Linked DNA regions of Rattus norvegicus: region 1 is linked to region 2. The links are chromatin contacts, called in public HiChIP or PLAC-seq maps. All regions are on one chromosome and are shown on one strand. The core of a region is the stretch at or near the end of the contact, and the rest is flanking DNA. Distances in the headings are between cores, read along the strand shown. Region 1 overlaps Fryl (FRY like transcription coactivator). Region 2 holds the start of Fryl (FRY like transcription coactivator).

Region 1 (3,177 bases), core at 95-2,594, 120 kb before region 2:
GAGCACTACCAAGTTTCTGATGGAGAAGATTCCCTACAGACAAAGAGGAGGATGGAGGGAAAGGCTCCATCCACCATGTTTCTCTATGATACAGGGGAACTGTAGTTACTCTGTTATCCACATGGTGGAGCCATGTCGAAAACAAACTTTTAATGACACAGGGATGGTATATTGAAGTGATCCTTGATGCTGTCTGGACGCATGGGTTCACATCTGCAGTGTCCCTGAGGGCTGTGTGTCCGGCTGAGGGCTGTGTGTCTGTCTAGCAGGTGCTGGTATTGGAGATTTCGGATTTTTGAGAGGTGGAGCCTGGCAGGAAGTGGGTCACCTGGTGGGGCGGTCCCTTGAAAGGAATGCTGGGAGTCTAGGTCACTCCGGTTTCTCCCTGCTTATTAGCCACAGCAAGCTACCACCAGCATGTACTGCGTGTGCCTCCATAGGCAGGATGCAAAGGGATCAAGCGAGCATAACTGTAACCTCTGGCACCTTGAGCCCAAACAAACCATTCTTCCATCTGAGCTAATTATCTCCGATTCCTGGCCACAGTCGCAGAAAGCTGACTAGCACCAAATTCAAGATAAACACCAATTGCTTCCTCTTTTGAATAAACCCAACTTTCCTAGACTAGCTACGACGAGTAGCCCCAGGGTCGTATATCATCGAAGATTCCAAGAACATGCTCTTCCTTCCGGTATTCTCTACATCTGATTCAACACGCTGCCTCCAAAACTAAAACAGCATATAGTCAATGCTCCATTGTTGATTTATCTAAAACATGCGGGCTGCGGAACTGTCAAGGGCTTTGTTCAGTTCTGTGACCACGGGAAATATCTTTTAATGCAGATAAATCGACATCTCTAGAAATCAAATTAATCCCGTGGTGTTTCATGCTCTTTATAAACTTCAAAATTGAGTTTAGCCGGGAAAAGAAACAAACTATTAACTGCACAATTCTGTTTCATTATTTGGGCCTTGTAGCTGCGTCGTGATTTCTAACTTTCTCTGGGCACAATTTATTACAGATTATTCTAATTTGATATGCTCTATGACACTGGGAATTCAAAACAAGATCTTAATTGTATTGTTCAATGTGCTTAAAAATTACGTTTTAAGAAGATGAGTAGTGTGCCCCAAACAAAACTCCATTTAGTATCTAGGAAAGAAGAATAAAGCACTGACTGCTCGGCTAAACATATAATAAAACAGTTCAGACAACACAATGCATCTTTCTGTCAGCAAACCACCTAGCAGCCACTTGCTGTTTTAAATGAGCATTTACATTTAAAACAAAAAGAAAGGAAACTTTCCTGAGAACGGCGTACACTCGCCAATGAAGCCAGATGCTGTATCGGTCTCACTACTTCTATAGTGGAGAACCCCTTGAAAAGAACTGAGTGACCTGGAGGTACCTTCCTGCCTGAGGTTTCTTTGTAGACCAGAGTCTACCCACTTGGCGTATACAGAACGCCAGATCCTAGACAGTGGTTTGTAAACCCTGGTGCTCTATTGCAGAACTCTCTCTTGGCAACGAAGATTTGGAAACACTAGTGAGCTTCGGCAGCACGGGCATCTGATGAGCCAGCAGTCTTAGGCAGTGTGCTTTATCTGACCAGCTGATCTACGTTACGGTGAGCATTCTCTTCCTTTTCCTAGACACACTACTCTGGAAGGCAGCCATGTTCACCATTGTATAGAGACAGTACTCAGAATAAACAGGCCCATAAATATTAGTGATGCTAGATTGTTATTTGAAATTATCATTATGTAATAAAATGGTTATGATACAAGGGGGTGTGACCCAACATTTAATCCCAGCAAAGAGAAAAAAAAAATAAAAGAACAGACTTTAGATGCTGAAATTCTATATAAAGGTTTCCAAGAAATGTGCTAAAAGTTAAAAAGTAACGTTAAATTGTTTTAAAGTAAGAAAACATAATGTAAAAATTCTAGATTCCAGGCTAGGAATGGTGCTGCACATCTGTAATCCCAGCATTTGGAAAGCAGGGGCAGTTGGATGGCTGAGAGTTCGAGGCTTATCTGGCCTACACAATGAGACCCTGTCCCGAATGAATGAATGAATGAATGAATGAATGAATGAATGAATGAATGAATGAATAGTAGAAACAAACTGGTACATAGGATGAGATAAAAGGATTTAGTTAGCTTCCTGGGAAAACTTTCCAAAGCATATTAAAGACATTAGCAACGAAAAGGGGGAAAAAAAAGAAAGAAGGAGGGAGGCCCCACAGGAGATCTTAAAGAGCTGACTAAGCAAAAATTAATGGCGACCATTGCTCCATGAAGAAGAATCTACCATATAGGAACATACAGGAGTATTACACAAAACTGAGGACTTTCTCAATGGTGAACACGTGTGAACTAGATTATTAGAACAGACATAGTTCTTCAAAGAAGATTCTTCCCCCAAATTACAATACCTGGTCAAACTGCAGATCTTCACCCCTCTGAAGAGATCTGGATAACAGCTTTTCCTGTGGTGGTAATAATAATAATAAAAATACAGCTTAAAACAAAACATTAGAGGACTGCCATGTTATCAACAGCTTAGACTTACAGTTCATTTTGCTTTAATTTTATTTTTTTTTTACAGGCTGGTTGCTTTAAAGAAAGGTAAGTCTCCACCTTGCCCTCAACACAACACAGGATTCAAACCACTCCCATGCAAGGGACTTCCCAGCTACTCTCTAAATAGAATGGCTCTATTAATGATGATTCTTAGATTAAGAAATTAAAGTTCGGGCTGGAGAGATGGCTCAGCAGTTAAGAGCACCGACAACTCTTCCAGAGGTCCTGAGTTCAAATCCCAGCAACCACATGGTGGCTCACAACCATCTGTAATGGGATCTGATGCCCTCTTCCGGTGTGCATGAAGACAGCTACAGTGTACTTATATATAATAAATAAATACATTTAAAAAAAAAGAAATTAAAGTTCAACAAAGGACCTGTTTAGATTCAAGTTCGGAATGTCATCATGATGCTTTTATTAGTTTATTCATTTGTTTAACCAGTGTTGACTAGGCCGGAGATACAGCGGAGTGTGGTAGCAAAATGATGTGTGAGGCCCTGGGTACCAGTGGGGGGCTTGGAGGGGGGCAGAGAGAGACAGAAACAGAGAGACAGGAAGAAACAAGGAGAGACAAAAACACAGAGACAG
Region 2 (3,316 bases), core at 535-3,034:
TGAAAACATTCTTTTCTAAATAAGGACTCCAACAAGGGTTGTGTTGTTTCTAGCTATGAGGTCTGCTGCAAGTATTGACAAGTTCAACACCGGCATAACGTTCACAGTGCAAAGACTTCTTATTTTATTCACCAATAGCAAGAGTGTCTGCCTGCAAGTAGTTACAATGCCTGCATTCAGTAGGGAGATCAACTTTATGGAAGGCACCTGCTAGGCGGAACAGCAGTGTATAAAACCAACTTTTTATTTCCATCAAAAGTTGTTCATTGTCGTCGTGGTCCCCCCCCCCCCGCCCCCTCAATCCTACAGACCCTGGCAACCTGCTTTACTGTCTTTTCCTTCTCTTCCCCAAAGAGCTTCTGTCGTAGAGTCCGGGTAATAGTTTCCCTAGTTCAAAGGTTAAAGCACATTTAGCTCTGTCTGAAGCGCTAGCCCCCTCAGCCAGTCCCCCATCCATTTATTCTTTTATTAAAACCGTAGACTGGGACTTAGTGGTCCCATATCCTCGAAAGTCCACAAGAAAAGCGATTGTAGGTAGTGAGGAACAAAGCTGGACCGGTAGTAAAGACCGAAAGCATTCAGGCCCCAGGTCGCCTTAGATATCGGCCTCTGCAGACGCAAGAAACGAGGCTCGACCGGGCCGGGACAACCTGCCGCCCGGAAGCAACAACTCCCATCACAACGCAAAGAAAAGTTGCACGACAGAGCTCCGGCCCACAAGGAGCCAGCGCCGGTGTCCGCGAAGCCGGTGGCCCGGGCTGAACAGGCCGGGCCGCGGGCGGTGACTGTGGCGTCCGCCGGGCCGACCCCGGCTCCGGAAGACGCGGGACCGGGGGTGCGCCGCCGCTTCAGGCGGAGTGGGCTCTGCGCCCAGGTCCGTACCCCTCCCAGCACCGCAAGCAGTGGGTGGAGAGACGCGGCGGAGGATCGCGGACAATGCCCGGCCCGGCCGGCAACCTCGGCGCGCTGCGCGGGCCTGTCGCCTCTCCTCCGGAGGCCGCCTGCCCGCACCCTCAGCCGGGTCGGATGAGCAACGCTGCAGCAGCGCCTGCCGCCACCGCCCCGCCGCCCGCTTCCTCGCCGGGCGGTTCCCGGGCCTCGGTAATCCCGCGGCGTGCGAACGGAGCCGGCGCGCCGAGCGGCGCAGGGCGCGCGCTCGGAGCAGCGGGGCGCGCGGGAAGAGCGGAGCGAGCGTGGGGACGACGGCGCGCGACCAGGGCAGCCGGGCGCGCGGGTAGAGCCGGGCACGGGCCGGGAAGGAGGCGCGCAGCAGAGCGGGGCGCGCGGTGCTCCACACGGGTCTGCCGCAGCTCCGACGGGCTTTCGGTTGACCCCGGCTCAGTACCGCGCCGGCGTCCGTTAGGAGCCTCCCCAGCCGGCACCGCAGCCGCCCATCCCGGTCCGCCTCCCTCGCGGCTCGCAGCAAGATGGGTAGCCGGGCCAGGGCCGGGGACCTGGGATCCCACCGCCGACGGTCGGCGGGCATCCCGGAGCCTGCCCCCGGCGCTGGAAGAGAAAGTGAAATGAAGCGCCTTTCCCCAAACAGCACCTACCAGGTCCCCAGTCCCGTGCAGCTGCCTCGCTCCTCCAAGCGCCGCCGGTCCCCGCCCTCGGGCCCCAGGCTCCGTTCTCTTTGACAATGGCGCGTCCCCTTTAAGGAATAATCCGATCGGGACCGATCCGTGGTTAAACCTCCCTCCGACTCTGATTTTAACCGGATTTCTGTCTCTCCCAGAGCCCGACGGGCGCCCGGCGGTGCTGCGAGCTCTGCCCACCCCTTCCCTGCCCCGCCCACCCACTCGCCTTCCTGATTGGCGAGGGAGACTACACCAGGAACAGCGATCCTCGCCCTCCACTGGTCCGCCTCCCCGCCGCTCAGAGTTTCCCCACCTTCGCCCCGCCCCCTTCCCCGGGTTGGACCTACCTCTAATCACTCTCGGTCCTCGCCTCCAACGTTGCTTTGGAGAACTGGCAGTCACGGCTCAGCCTCCCGCCTCCGGAAAGCTAACTTTATTTTTATTGGTAGAAAGACATCTTCCTGTGCACCTGATTGGACAAGGAAGGGCAAGTCTGCACGCCCCTTACCTATTATCACTCTCCCTGGACGGCTGAAAGACAGTCAAAGTCTTCCTTACTTTGCCACCCTCCAAGCCTCTGTCCCTTTAAATGTTGGTAGAGGTCGAGCACAAACAACCTATACTGAGGAAGGCGGGAAAGGGAGATGGAAAGGATGCAAAAATCTTCAGATAAGAAGCACATCACACCAGCTGTGGGATCCTGAGAATCCAATCCTGCCGTTTCGTGAATGGAGTGAGAACACCTGAAATCCTAGTACTGGCTCCTGAGAATTAACCAAGTTCACACTCCCTGTCCACTCTGCTCACATCCTTGACTTTCTGGCTTGGCGCACCCGGAAGAGTTTACGAAGGTGTCGGCAAACCTAGGGGTTTCCTTGTTTATCTTGCAATCGGACATTCAGAAAAGCGTTAAGTCCTTCCCAATAGAAGTTCCGTTTAGGTCACGTCCTGTGTGTCGTACTGGCGTTTGCGCGGGACTACGTTAATTTTTTAGAAAGATTAAACATATTGTCCTTTCTGCTGATATTCTCAAAGTCCCTCTTGCTACAAATGCGGGCACCAGAGAGCTAGTCTTTGAAGGACAGTGGCACCTTTTTTTTGGGGGTGGGGGGGACGTCTACCCAAAGGAAGAGGGAGAAGTCTGTCAAGGAGAAGCCTTACAGTGGCAGAACCCTGCTCAGTAAAGAGGAGGGATCCTGCGACAGCCTAGGCATCTACATTAGCTTATCACCAGGTTCCTACCCCAGATGTAGGATACGAAGGTTATTTCCAGAAAAACTGAGTGTGATCACGGCTTTGGGACCCGCCGAGAAATATTAAAGAACGAGTAAGTGTTCTCTCCCTCTTTGCCATGGTCTTTGAGACTCTTGATGTCAGACCATCTGTACTTTATAATTACATGGGGTGCAGTCACCCAGTGGAGTCCAGTAATGCCAAGAAAGTGGCTGGGCCCAGTGGCGCCCCAAAAGCCTGTCCAGCTCAGAGAAATAAGCGTAGACAGTTAAGAGATAAGGCGTTTTCCTGAGCTCAGGGACAGAGAGCTATTACTGTCGAGGAGCAGTAAGAGAGGCAGGATGTGGTTGGGGTTTTCAGGTCCTTTTGAGTTGTTTGTACATTTTTTGCAGTAGTGGGGATTGAATTTAGGAACTCATGCATTCAAGATAAGTCCTCCACCAGTGAGCTAAAGTCTCAGCCCCACACGATTGTCACACAACAAGACAAGAGATGGGAAATTAGCT

What was found. HiChIP or PLAC-seq counts read pairs in DNA pulled down with a chosen protein or histone mark.
Region 1: an H3K27ac HiChIP or PLAC-seq map of oligodendrocytes shows a contact between it and region 2, with 9 times the contacts expected there. The contact joins the enhancer-like site here to the promoter of Fryl in region 2. A contact is called at or near these places in 5 of 12 Hi-C or Micro-C datasets (the Rat2 cell line, Schwann cells, frontal cortex and 2 more) and 1 of 1 datasets of contacts at active chromatin or transcription factors (oligodendrocytes).

Annotation. Positions count from the first base shown.
Region 1 is chr14:35,431,423-35,434,599 of GRCr8, reverse strand. It overlaps Fryl (FRY like transcription coactivator), which reads right to left. Exons shown (of 63, transcript NM_001427275.1): 5 at 2,439-2,492. Among named protein-coding and RNA genes, the nearest start is that of Zar1, 120 kb to the left of the region's middle. Within about 2 kb of position 1,344, at least 9 of the 93 cell types and tissues checked have an H3K27ac peak or open chromatin away from gene starts, as enhancers often do.
Region 2 is chr14:35,309,124-35,312,439 of GRCr8, reverse strand. It overlaps Fryl (FRY like transcription coactivator), which reads right to left and starts at 1,784. Exons shown (of 63, transcript NM_001427275.1): 1 at 1,554-1,784. It overlaps LOC134481841 (a long non-coding RNA gene), which reads left to right and starts at 2,766. Exons shown (of 2, transcript XR_010057699.1): 1 at 2,766-2,904.